Linked DNA regions of Mus musculus: all the other regions are linked to region 3. A link is a contact called in public Hi-C, HiChIP or PLAC-seq and promoter capture Hi-C data. All regions are on one chromosome and are shown on one strand. The core of a region is the stretch at or near the end of the contact, and the rest is flanking DNA. Distances in the headings are between cores, read along the strand shown.

Evidence for each region. Promoter capture Hi-C pulls out the DNA fragments that hold promoters and counts their contacts. A called contact is a pair of places that touch in the nucleus more often than the background predicts. HiChIP or PLAC-seq counts read pairs in DNA pulled down with a chosen protein or histone mark.
Region 1: a contact with region 3 is called in a promoter capture Hi-C map of liver, with 5 times the contacts expected there. The contact joins the promoter of Tcim here to the promoter of Golga7 in region 3. A contact is called at or near these places in 6 of 39 promoter capture datasets (the 3T3-L1 cell line, cranial neural crest, embryonic stem cells and 2 more) and 5 of 115 datasets of contacts at active chromatin or transcription factors (astrocytes, embryonic fibroblasts, embryonic stem cells and 2 more).
Region 2: a contact with region 3 is called in a Hi-C map of nephron progenitors, with 6 times the contacts expected there. The contact joins the enhancer-like site here to the promoter of Golga7 in region 3. A contact is called at or near these places in 4 of 39 promoter capture datasets (cranial neural crest, hippocampal neurons, liver and 1 more), 1 of 484 Hi-C or Micro-C datasets (nephron progenitors) and 2 of 115 datasets of contacts at active chromatin or transcription factors (astrocytes and embryonic forebrain).
Region 4: a contact with region 3 is called in an H3K4me3 HiChIP or PLAC-seq map of forebrain, with 35 times the contacts expected there. The contact joins the enhancer-like site here to the promoter of Golga7 in region 3. A contact is called at or near these places in 7 of 39 promoter capture datasets (the 3T3-L1 cell line, 3T3-L1-derived adipocytes, the C10 cell line and 3 more), 1 of 15 datasets of contacts at CTCF or cohesin (pro-B cells), 10 of 484 Hi-C or Micro-C datasets (B cells, the G1E-ER4 cell line, cerebellum and 3 more) and 3 of 115 datasets of contacts at active chromatin or transcription factors (embryonic forebrain, forebrain and large pre-B cells).

What each region holds. Positions count from the first base shown.
Region 1 is chr8:24,437,579-24,440,278 of GRCm38.p6, forward strand. It overlaps Tcim (transcriptional and immune response regulator), which reads right to left and starts at 1,368. Exons shown (of 1, transcript NM_026931.3): 1 at 1-1,368. The coding sequence starts at 1,318. The coding sequence ends at 998.
Region 2 is chr8:24,350,551-24,353,250 of GRCm38.p6, forward strand. No RefSeq gene overlaps it. Among named protein-coding and RNA genes, the nearest start is that of Gm30633, 30 kb to the right of the region's middle. Within about 2 kb of position 1,336, at least 16 of the 459 cell types and tissues checked have an H3K27ac peak or open chromatin away from gene starts, as enhancers often do. A contact at or near this core is called in nephron progenitors, where this site is marked.
Region 3 is chr8:23,255,649-23,258,381 of GRCm38.p6, forward strand. It overlaps Golga7 (golgi autoantigen, golgin subfamily a, 7), which reads right to left and starts at 1,432. Exons shown (of 5, transcript NM_020585.2): 1 at 1,026-1,432. The coding sequence starts at 1,136.
Region 4 is chr8:24,523,820-24,526,519 of GRCm38.p6, forward strand. No RefSeq gene overlaps it. Among named protein-coding and RNA genes, the nearest start is that of 9130214F15Rik, 22 kb to the left of the region's middle. Within about 2 kb of position 1,367, at least 35 of the 459 cell types and tissues checked have an H3K27ac peak or open chromatin away from gene starts, as enhancers often do. A contact at or near this core is called in cortical neurons and forebrain, where this site is marked.

The DNA of each region.
Region 1 (2,700 bases), core at 118-2,617, 1.2 Mb after region 3:
CCCTTGGGGACGGATCACCACAGAGCAAAGAGAAGCTAAGTTGATAATAATTTATTAGGGCTATGTATCACTTACAATGCATAATAAATAATTTTAAAAAACCCACAGCATCCTTCTAAAATCCCCCATATTCATTTCCTAATGCTTACTACAGTGTCTGGAGGACATTTAATTAGATTAGATTTTAGCATTAGTCAGAGAGTTTTAAAAAGCACATTCGAAAGTTGTTCACAGTCCTTCGGATTTATGAAGGGCCCCATTATTTCAGCTTTGTGCAAACCATTTTGAAGTGTGTACAAATCCTGTAGAAACATAGCCCATGCTGTGGGGTTTTACTGGGCTGGGCCAGGCATCCAGTTCTTTGACTTTAACAGCAGGGGGTGCACTGTCTTAGCCATTGTATTCAATGCAAGCAGACAATTACTGATCTCTAAAAATCTTGACCAATAAACAGCACGGAGATTTAGCCACATTTTTAAACATTCAGATTTAAAAAAAAAAACACACAAAACTTCAGTAAACCACTTATGCTTCATATTCCTTCTCTTCCCTCCCTCCCCACTTCAATATTTAAAAAAAGAAAAAAGGAAGAAAAGAAAAAAGAAAACAAAATAATAAACCGAACAACAAGAACAAAAACCAAGTTAGGTTTGAGTTTAGTCTTAGGGCCTTGCCAACGGCCCTGGGTGCGTGCACTCAGTCCCCACAAACGCAGTGTTCTGGTCAGTGCCTCCATCCTCTCAGGCTATGTCCTTTCCTGCTGTGAGAGTTCTCAACGCCTGCTGAAGGCACTTGGCTCCCAGTGGGACAGCTCAGGGCTGCAATGAGTTGCAAGTCTGTGTAGCTGGTGAGTTATGTATGTCCCTTTCCATCCTCGGGGTCCTGTCGGAGGAAGCTCTCAAGCCTTTTCGCGGGACACTGCCCGTGCCAGAGCTGGCAGGCTCACTGGGTCTTTAAAGGTCCATTGGTGGATACGCTCTTGCCCAGCCTGCTGTGCTCAGTGTACCTTGATGGAATATTTCCGCAGTTTGAGAAACTGAAGAAGCTTGTCTTTTGTCCTCTTCTTCAGGGCCATGAGGGCTCGAGTTTTCTCCTCCAAATCTTGGTCGATGGCAAAAATGATCTTGGCCCGCTCCTCTGCCTTCTTGTCTCCGGAGTTCCTGAAGAGCCTCTGCAGGGACTCCTGGTCTATGTTCTCAAAGATGTTGCCCACAGCTTTCTTGCGAGCGGCTGTGTCGAAGTGGTAGCCGTGGATGGACGGGCTTACTCGAAGAGACGAGGACATGCTGGTGGCTTGATGGCTTGGCTTGGCTTTCATCGATGTGGGTCTTCCACGGCTCAGCTTGGGCACTTCCAGGGGAGTCTGTTGTAAAAATCGTCCCAGGACGGCTATTTAAAGGGTGAACAAAGCTCGGGACTCAAATTACACTGGTGACGTCACATTGATCCCAGGGAGGAAAAAACCACAGAACATTAACAGTTGCCTTGCCAAAGATCTGGCTCCGGATGCTAGAATGCATTTCAAAGCTTGTTTAGAGATAGCTGGCTACAAGCTTGCCTCTTTACACCTCAGACGGCATTGTGCCTTACAAACTGGCTCTTCCTTCCAGAAGCCGAAATCAGGAGAGAGAGAGAAAAGAAAAGGCTCCAAATCTTTGCCTACGATTGAAACAAGGAGTTCTGCCAAGCTCAACAGAGTTTCAATTAGTACAAAAGTTTTAAAGTGTGGGCCAGACCCTGGCAGCCTAGGTCTGTGTGCCTTTTGCCTGTCCCTATCAGGGTGAGGGTGAGGAAGTCAGAAGAAAAAAAAAAATGCTTGGGAGGACAGGAAGTCTGACTCTGGAGCTAAAGTTTACTGACATGGCTCAGCCCGAAAGCACAAATCTCAAACTGTACCTGAGTGCTGTATGTAATTTCTGCTGGGAACTGCAATTTAAACAGTAATAGCGGCAGATGGTAGCTCCCCAGCTTGTGTAAGTATTGACAGCAACAACTATTCAAAAGCAAGGAGCAAAGGTTAATGGTGGTGCTGTGGGTACTTAATGCCCACAAGGAATGAGCTGATCTTTTGTTTTGAGGGCTACTTTGGAGTCACTCAGCATTATCAGAATGCTGCTATCTTCATTACACGCTTTTAATCTATTACTTTTGCTATCCACAAGACTCAGATACGTACAGCTGTTCTATGCTAAATGTCACCTTCCTCTGACCTAGAGATTCCTCTTTATGATTCAAATCTCTACTCTCCTTTCTGGTCCTCCAAGAAACTAGAATGGACTTTTAATGTTATTTCACTTATAGTCAAGAAAATCACACACCTATAACCCCATCTGTCTTAGAAGGCTGAGGCAGGCTAGCAAGCTGCAGGACAGACTGAACTACACAGGAATGAATGCCCTGTCTCAGAATTAAATTAAATGAATAAAATAGAAATAAAATCATTTATTTTACCTTAATAAAGTTTATGTCTCACTAGGAGAAAGGAGTGAGACATTTTTGCATATGTCAAAACCTTTTGCATTTTTCAAAACCTTTTGTTTTGAAGGCTACTTTGGAATCACTCAGCATAATCAGAATGATGCTATCTTCAACTTTTAATTTATTACTTGAAGATATGACTATTATGTGAAATTACAGTGTCTTCCTATTACCTGAAAGAAATGTTCACTGTGGATAAGTATGCGCCAGAGTTGCTCAAGC
Region 2 (2,700 bases), core at 86-2,585, 1.1 Mb after region 3:
AATGTGTATGTGTTTCTGTATGTATGTATGTATATAGGTGTGTCTATATGTGTCTGTCTGTGTGTATATATGTCTAGAGTCTGTGTATGTGTCTGTGTATATATGTATTATGTATGGATGTGTGTGTCTATATGTGTCTCTCTGTGTGTATGTGTCTGTGAGTCTGTGTGTATGAGTATGTGTTTATGTGTGTCTGTATCTTTGTGTGTGTAAGTATATATGTATGCATGCATGTATGAGTATTATGTGTCTAAGTATGTATGTATGTATACATATATGTGTATATATGTGTGTCTCTTTGTGTGTATATGTGTCTAGAGTCTGTGTATATGTCTGTATACATATGTGTCTGCCAATGTGTGTGTATATTTATAATCTTCCTCAACTTAGTTTAAGGAGAGTCTTAGTCAATCACCGTGGGAAAGCGTGTTGTCTGGAGTGCTGGGTGGCTGCTCATGTCACACCCTCAGTTAGGAAGGAAGAGATAGATGGTGCTGGTGCTCATGTGGATTTCTCCTCAGTCCCAGCACAAGACATCCGGCATGGCCTCCCCTCCTCAACTGAACCTTCCTGAACATTCCCTCACAAATGTGCCCAGTGTCTATCTCTTTAAACTCTTTTTTGTTTGTTTGTTTTCTCAATTAAATTAGTTGGCAACTGAAATGAACCATTACAGTACATATGAAGATTCCATAACAAAAAATAAAATAAAATTAATAAATATGATGTGTGGAACGTGTGCCACTTTTCTTGCACACTCTTATAGGAATAGACAGAGAGTCTGTGTCTTTCTCCCCTCATTCTTACCTGTGCGTACAGGGAAAGGGCTGTCATAGAAGTGCCGTGGGGTTTATTACTAATAAAATGAGGCTGCTCTTGTTTCTTTAAAAATTGGGCTATGATTAACTCTGGAATATTTTTAATCATTGAATGGTCACCTGGGAGGTCAGCTAGTGGCTCCGATTATTGACTGAAGAGACTGCCTCGAAGGTAATCATTATTAAGTTATAAGCTTGAAACCACTGTCATTTCCCAGGCAAAGGCTAAAGGCTAGAGCAAAGTAATATACCTCCTATAAAATTCCAAAAGACACTGGCTTTATTTAGTTTCACTTTAGGATTATATCCCAGCCGATCTCACAGATAAAAAAGTCAACTGTTAAGGTGAAATGAAACACTTTTTGAGCGCTTGAATCCTTGGGAGAGGTTGAGAGAATGAAAGCAAGGAGGAGGAGAACAGGGAGGAGAGGAAAGGAACGAGTCTGTGTTCCCTGTGGTCAGGTGTCAGAGGACTCGCCACCCCCGGAGTGTTTGCAAAGGAAACTCAGGAGGCAGAAGACACAAGGCAATTGGAGAACCTCCACTCTGGGGGAGCCGGAGCCTGGGAAGCCCTGGGAGCAAAGACAGCTCTGGCTGGAGTCTTCTCCGGAAGGACAGAAGCAAAGCTGTAAAGCAGAGAGGAAGGAGGAGGGACTGGAAGGAAGGACTGGGGAAGGACAGGGGCTGGAGGAAAGGTGCCCGTGTCTCAGGGGCTGAATTATCAAGGCTGAGAAGGGAGACCTTCTCTGTTTATGTAACTGTTCTTTCTCCCCTGAAAGACAAGACAAAAGACCGATGAAAACAGTGTTGCTGTTTACTTTAGGAAATTCCTGGAGACCAATCTGTCCATGGAAATACATTTTCATGTTGACAAATGGTTTTTCAATTAAAGAAAAGAAAGCAGTGGGCCACTCATTTATCACACAGCACCGTAGTGGACCGAGGCTCACTTCGCGTCTGCTTCCGAGAGAATAATCTCATGAGCTTTGCGTGATCCTAGTAAATTCGCAACATTACAGCACTCGAGGCTCAATTCCAACATCTTGTACATGTCCCTGTGATTCTCAACCTCGATAGGTTAGGAAATGCCTAGGGGATGAGGGAGGGCGAGCCCTGACTGTCCAGGATGGGTGCAGTCTGCAGAAGCAATAGGGTAGCTCTGATGTAGCTCAATCCCTTACATTCATGACATGGTGGCATGACAGGAGGGGACGGAAGGTCAGGGTGGGGAGTTGGAGGAAGTAGGTCACAGGGGACAGAGCTTTGGGATCTGCTTCCTCCCTGGATTCTCACCCCTGCTTTGTGGCTGCCCTGTGAAGGGCTCTGCTTCACCGTGGTGTCCTGGACATCACTAATTGACACCTGAGAAGACACCTGGAAAATAATTCCTTCCTGAAGTGTCAGAGTAACACAGGACAATTTAACCCTCCTCTGAGTTTTCTTTTCTGAAATACCTAAGCTCTGTGAAGGTGATTTCTTATCTCCAGAAGATTGGGGGCGGGGGGGATGTATGTATTTGTGTGTGTGTGTGTGTGTGTGTGTGTGTGTGTGTGTGTGTGTGTGTGTGTGTGTATGGGATGTATGTGTGGTGTATGTGTAGGGGATGTATGTGTATAGGGGATATATGTGTGTAGGAGATGTATGAATGCCTGTATGTATGTGTGTGTATATATGTGTACAGGGGATGTGCACACGTGTGTGTCTGTGTAGGAGATATATGAGTATATATGTGTGTATATGAGTCTGTATTGACTTTTCCACACTCATGGAAAATAAGAGAATTATTCACTCTCATTTGAGTAAAATTAGAGGAAATAAAAGCTTAATCTTAATACCTCTGTTGGGTTAGTAGCAAATGATAGAATATCCTATTGTCATCAGA
Region 3 (2,733 bases), core at 182-2,681:
GGCTCTGTGCACTAAGCCACACACCCAGCCTACAAACCACCCCTCTGATTTTAAATGGCTGGCACACATTTCTCTAGTACACACTCATCTCCACCTACCTAGTCCACAAGCAGCATTTCTTAGCCCCACACCCACACCATGCTTAATTACCCTCCAAGTTCCTCATCCTTCAGAAACTGATTTATGAACAGGAAATAGAATCTGAGTAATATCGCTGAAGAACAAAAGGAGGATCACATTGGGTAGACGAGTAGATTTTTTTTGTTTTTTTTTTGGTGTGGTTAAATCTGAAGGAATGGTACACAAATCTCATCTTTGTTTACAAGGTTGCCCAAAGGACCTCTGCCCCATGACCGTTTTGATATGCAAGGCAAACAGGAAGTTCCCAGTGATAATGACTGGGAGTCAGGGTTGGTTCAGCTACAAGTTCCTTTGCCGTTCCTGCCCGGGACCGTGTACGTTTTTCAGGTTCCAAGAAGGCCTGTCTGGACTGCCGAGCACATCCCTAATAAACCCTTTCAGCTGAACAGTATGACCAGCACAGTGACCACAGATACCAGTCATGACTATGACGCTGTCTTTCGCGTGTCTGAGGCAGTAGGATATAGGTTACCACAGGAGGTATGAGGTGGCCTGGAGTTCCAGGAATTAGCACCTCATCAAGATGTCAATAACTGAGTGAGTGTGTGTGTGTGTGTGAGCTTCAACCAGGTGTCAAGTACCGTGTGTGTGTGTGTGTGTGTGTGTGTGTGTGTGTCGGCATCCTGTTAAGGACACTCTTGGGTGGACTGCGGGCCAGCATCCTAAAAGTTCTATATGATCACTGTACTCTGAGCATTAGCCTTAGTGGTCTTTCTCCAAATACTAGACCGTACCTCCTTCGTATATCTTTTCCCATGAATCCTGACGTCTCATGCTCTCCCGAACCGTGAGACACTCCCTCCCGCTCCAGGGACTCTCCCCTCCCCAGGGCCAGGGGCAGGGCCAGGAGCAGGGCCAGGAGCAGGGGAAGCCGGGCTGCATACCCTGTTCTCCAGCTCCGCGGGGAACTTGGTCTGGAACTGGCAGCGCGTGCCGCTGCTGTAGTCTCGCTGAATGAACACCTTCCCGGACACCGGTGCCTGCTGCGGCCTCATGGCGAGGACAGGACCCGCCGCTCTGCGAGTTCGGGCAAGACACGGGGTCAGATGGCCGGCCTAGAGCCGGCTCTCCGGCCCGCCAGCCCTTCGGAGCCACCCACCGCCCAAAGACGCCCCAGGCCTCCCCCCTCGCCGATCCCCTTCACTCATGGCTGTAGCCGAGGGACTCCAAGCTACCCAAGCCCAGGACCCGCGCCCCCCCACATCCTGGTTCGGCCCTGGAAACACAAACCCGCCTCCTCGGCCCTCCAGCAGCTGTCGCGCCACCTCCGTCGCCGCTTACGTCCTGTCGCAAAAAAACCTAGCCTCTCCCGAACACCTTCTGTGCCGCACGTTGACACCCCGCCCCCTCCGGCCGTAAAGCGACGCCTCCGCGGCTGCGCGTTGCGGTGAGGTGCGCGGTGGCTGGGAGAGAAGTCTTCCTAGTGTAGGCGAATGAAACCCTTCCGGGCGGAAGAAGATGATGATGATGAGGTGGACGTGATCGGTGGATCCGGGAGTTCCGGGAAAGACGCCGGGGTTAGAGACTCGGAATTCCCTGTTGGTTGTGGTGAAGTGGTTTGTGGGCACAGGAATAGTTCCCTTCTTGATTAAGCGTTCCAGCTTTCACGTGGGCTAACCCACCTCGCTCCACAAAAACAACCGTCACTCTCCAATTCCAACAGACACAGATATTTACAACTACAAAGCGCACTACTGGGGATGCATTTGGCCCCTGGAACCCTCTTGAACGAGAGTGAGGAGATGGTATTCCTGTTCTGCATTATCCTGCATCCCTTCTCCAATTCTTCTTGAGGTGTTGGTTTTTTTCGTCCCAGAGACATGTACACCAGCTATACCCGCTTAGGTGACCCGACTGGACCAACAACAGTTCTCTCTCATTGGTCCCCACTTTACTGACTGTATCTTTGCAAGACATCCAGGAAAATCCCTATGCACGTCTGGTGGTGGCGATGTTCTAGTACAACTTTTTAGTATACTGATAATTGATTAGATACTTGATCAGTTGTCACGATAATTGATTTCTCTTTTGGGGTTTTAAAAATAGCATTAAAAAAATTTCCAGCATAGGGCGGGGGACAGGGCAGAGGTCGTCCACTCCCTGGTGATCTCTGAGTTCAAGCCCACCCCAGTTTACCTAAATAGTACCAGGCCAGCCAGATCGTCATGGTGAGACCCTGTCTCAAAAATGAATAGCTTTATCCCAATAAAGGGTGTATAGTAAACCCACTCATTTAACGTGGACATAATTTGTTAACTTCTACCACGTCCATGCCCTTAAACCATCAGTACAATCAAGATAATAAACACCACCTCTAAAAACTTCCTTACTCTTTACAGTCATACCTTTCAGCCATTCAGCAGACCCCCTTTGCCCAGTACTAACCTTTCTGTCACTAGAAACAAACTTGTGTTTTCTTAACTTTCACTTAAATTGAATCAGAGTTTTTCGTCTCCTTCTTATTGTATAGATTCTACTGAGATTCCTCTGTTGTGCCATACGTAATTTCATTTCTGTGACTTTCCCCATTTATTCATTCACGTACTGCCTCAGGGTTTCCATTGCTGTGAAGGGAAACCATGACCAAGACAG
Region 4 (2,700 bases), core at 117-2,616, 1.3 Mb after region 3:
TAATCTGGAACATGACATAGGGTGGAACAGCCTTCCGGGGTGGCCAGGGCAGAAATTAGTGTCAGAAAAACACTGAGAGAGAGACTGAGAGAGAGAGAGAGAGAGAGAGAGAGAGAGAGAGAGAGAAGGCAATCAGCTCTGCCTTCCCAGACCGTAGGATCCCAGACTGCAGCCTTTCTTGCTGACAGCCTTGGGAGTGTGGAAACACAGGGCCTTCTCCACTCTATAATGCCTTATGATTAAGAAGGAAGCTTTCCTTCCAGGCCCTTAACAGTGAGTAACAATCCCTAGCAACCATAACAACACAGCAACCAGTTACACTACACTCTGCACACATAAGCTGATAGGGGTTTGTGACAGACAGCGTATCCTGCTGTGTCTCCATCCTGACGGCCTGAAGCTGCTCCCCTGCTCCCCACACTCCCAGGGCTCCAACTATGTTCAGCGGAGGAACCGGGACTCAGAGCGTGGTGGGTGTCACAGACAGGGAGGCTGGTGTGAATGTGTCCAGTGGGCTTTACACGGTCCACCTGCAGACACGAATCTGAAGTCGACTTTGGCCCTGTGGCAGTACGGCGGCAACAGTGTGTAGTCTGGACAAGCTATTTTACTGGTTTCCTCACACACACACACACACACACACACACACACACACACACACACACACATGTGCACGTGCAGTTTATATTCTTTTATGTGTACTTGGTATTTTATGAGAAGGTTGGGCTTTGTGGTAATGAACAATCAGGGAGACCAATTGATTGTTGCCCTGATCAATTGATTATTGCCTTGATCAATCAATGCTTTGGACCCATCCTGAGCTGCAGTGGGGTTCAGGACACTCTTAGGGGGAAAGGCTTGGCACACACTGAGTTTTCCATAGTAGGAGGGCACATGTCCCACCAAGGGAAACACGGCTGGGATAAGGGAAAGCAAGAGAAAGATACTTCATTTCCATGGTGCTATCTGCCTTTTTTTCTCCTGTATTTTTTAAGACAGAACCCCAACTAATTGCTCTCTAAGCCTGGCAGCCATGTGGCTTCTCCCGTGTACCTGACCTTCCGTGTGATCTCCCCAAAGCTTGCTCCTGTTGCTGAATTCCTAATTTGTCTCCATTTAAGCTTCCTGGACAGATAACACTGATCGTGGAGACAAGGAGAGCGTCTCTCCTGTTAAAATAAATCTATCAGGGTTTTCCTTTATCATATCTATTGTACATCATTATCATTATTAACTTCAGCTTTTACAAATAAACTGCCGTTTGCTCTTGAGCCCAGAGAGAGCCATCTGTGCTGATTTAATGTGGTTCTGGCTGAAGGCATCACCTGGGGTGAAATAACTTCTCAAGGTCTTCCCAGGGCCCCTGTGGAGAAAAGAAAGACTTCCAAAAATATGCATATTTCCGCCTGAGACAAGCAAACACAGAATCCGCGCCTTTGAGCGTGCCGTAAAGATTTGTAGGTTGCTACTGCCCTCTTGTGGTCAATAGCCAGATCTGCAAGCAAAAACTAAGCAATCAAAAGCCATTAGGGTTAGAGTTGGGGTCAGAGTGCAAAGGGATGTTGGCATATAAATTCTGCACAGTTACAAAGCAGCAGCATAGAAAATTATTCCAGTAAGTCATATGACATCCACCATGACCCAAGTCCACATTTAAATCAAAATTCTCAGATCATATACTGGGAGTTGAGCTCAGTCAGTCTTCCTAGGACTCAGAGATGAGCAGGAGACACAGATGCGGTCCGCCCCTGCCTCAGTGTCCTCTGCACTCATCTCTATTCTGTTGCATGCAGGGGCTGCCCCATTGACCCTGCCCCCACGCTCGCTGGATCAGTACCAACTGCACAGTCAGAAAAGAACCCAGGAAGTGGACTCTAAACCCCAGGAGCTTGACACCAGTCTAGCTAAGAATTCCAATCTCCCACACTCCAGAGCACAATCTAGACACTGCTGGCTGTGGGGTAACCTGGGCTCCCCAGACAATCAGGGTGTCCGAGCCAGCTTGTTGGGTCTTTCTTTTGTCGGTAGGCTAATGCCCTAAGTTTTTTCCCAGCAAAGGGTTAAAGAAAGAGTCTACAGGCTCAAACTGTGGGTTAAAAGTGACTAGTGAATATTATATATATTATCCACATGCATGGATCCTTGTCACCCTTTGCAGCCAAGCATTGGTGTTGACAGCAGTGACTTGTGGTACCCAGCAGTGCCCCATGAATTGTCCCCAGAGGGAGATGACAACAGCCTGCCACTGCAGTGCATGACGATCCTGGCCTTTCCCTCTGTGCTGTGCTGAGACACAGTGAAGTTCATCGTTCACATTGTGACTGTGGTGATTTACATCTTTCTTTTTTTCCCTCTGTGTTTAAGTAACTGAAATGCCAGCAGGCACGTGTGGATGTATTTTATTTGTATGTTTGATTAGTCACACTATTAATGACTACTGTCTGTGTTAGTTGACAGATGAGACTTAAAAAAAAGTATTTGTATGAGAGAAATCATATCAATGGATGATAAAGTAACAAGTATGTATATAATTAATAAGTAATTTTGGAGTCATTTTGCTAGAAAAGGCTGTGTGCCTCGTTGGCTCTAAGGGAAAGTCTTTGGTGCAAGATTCCTGACACAATCAAAAGCTGTCCCCATCTCTAATGTTGGTTAGGCTTGGGGTCAGAGTGTACAGGGATGTTGGCATGTAAAGTCTAC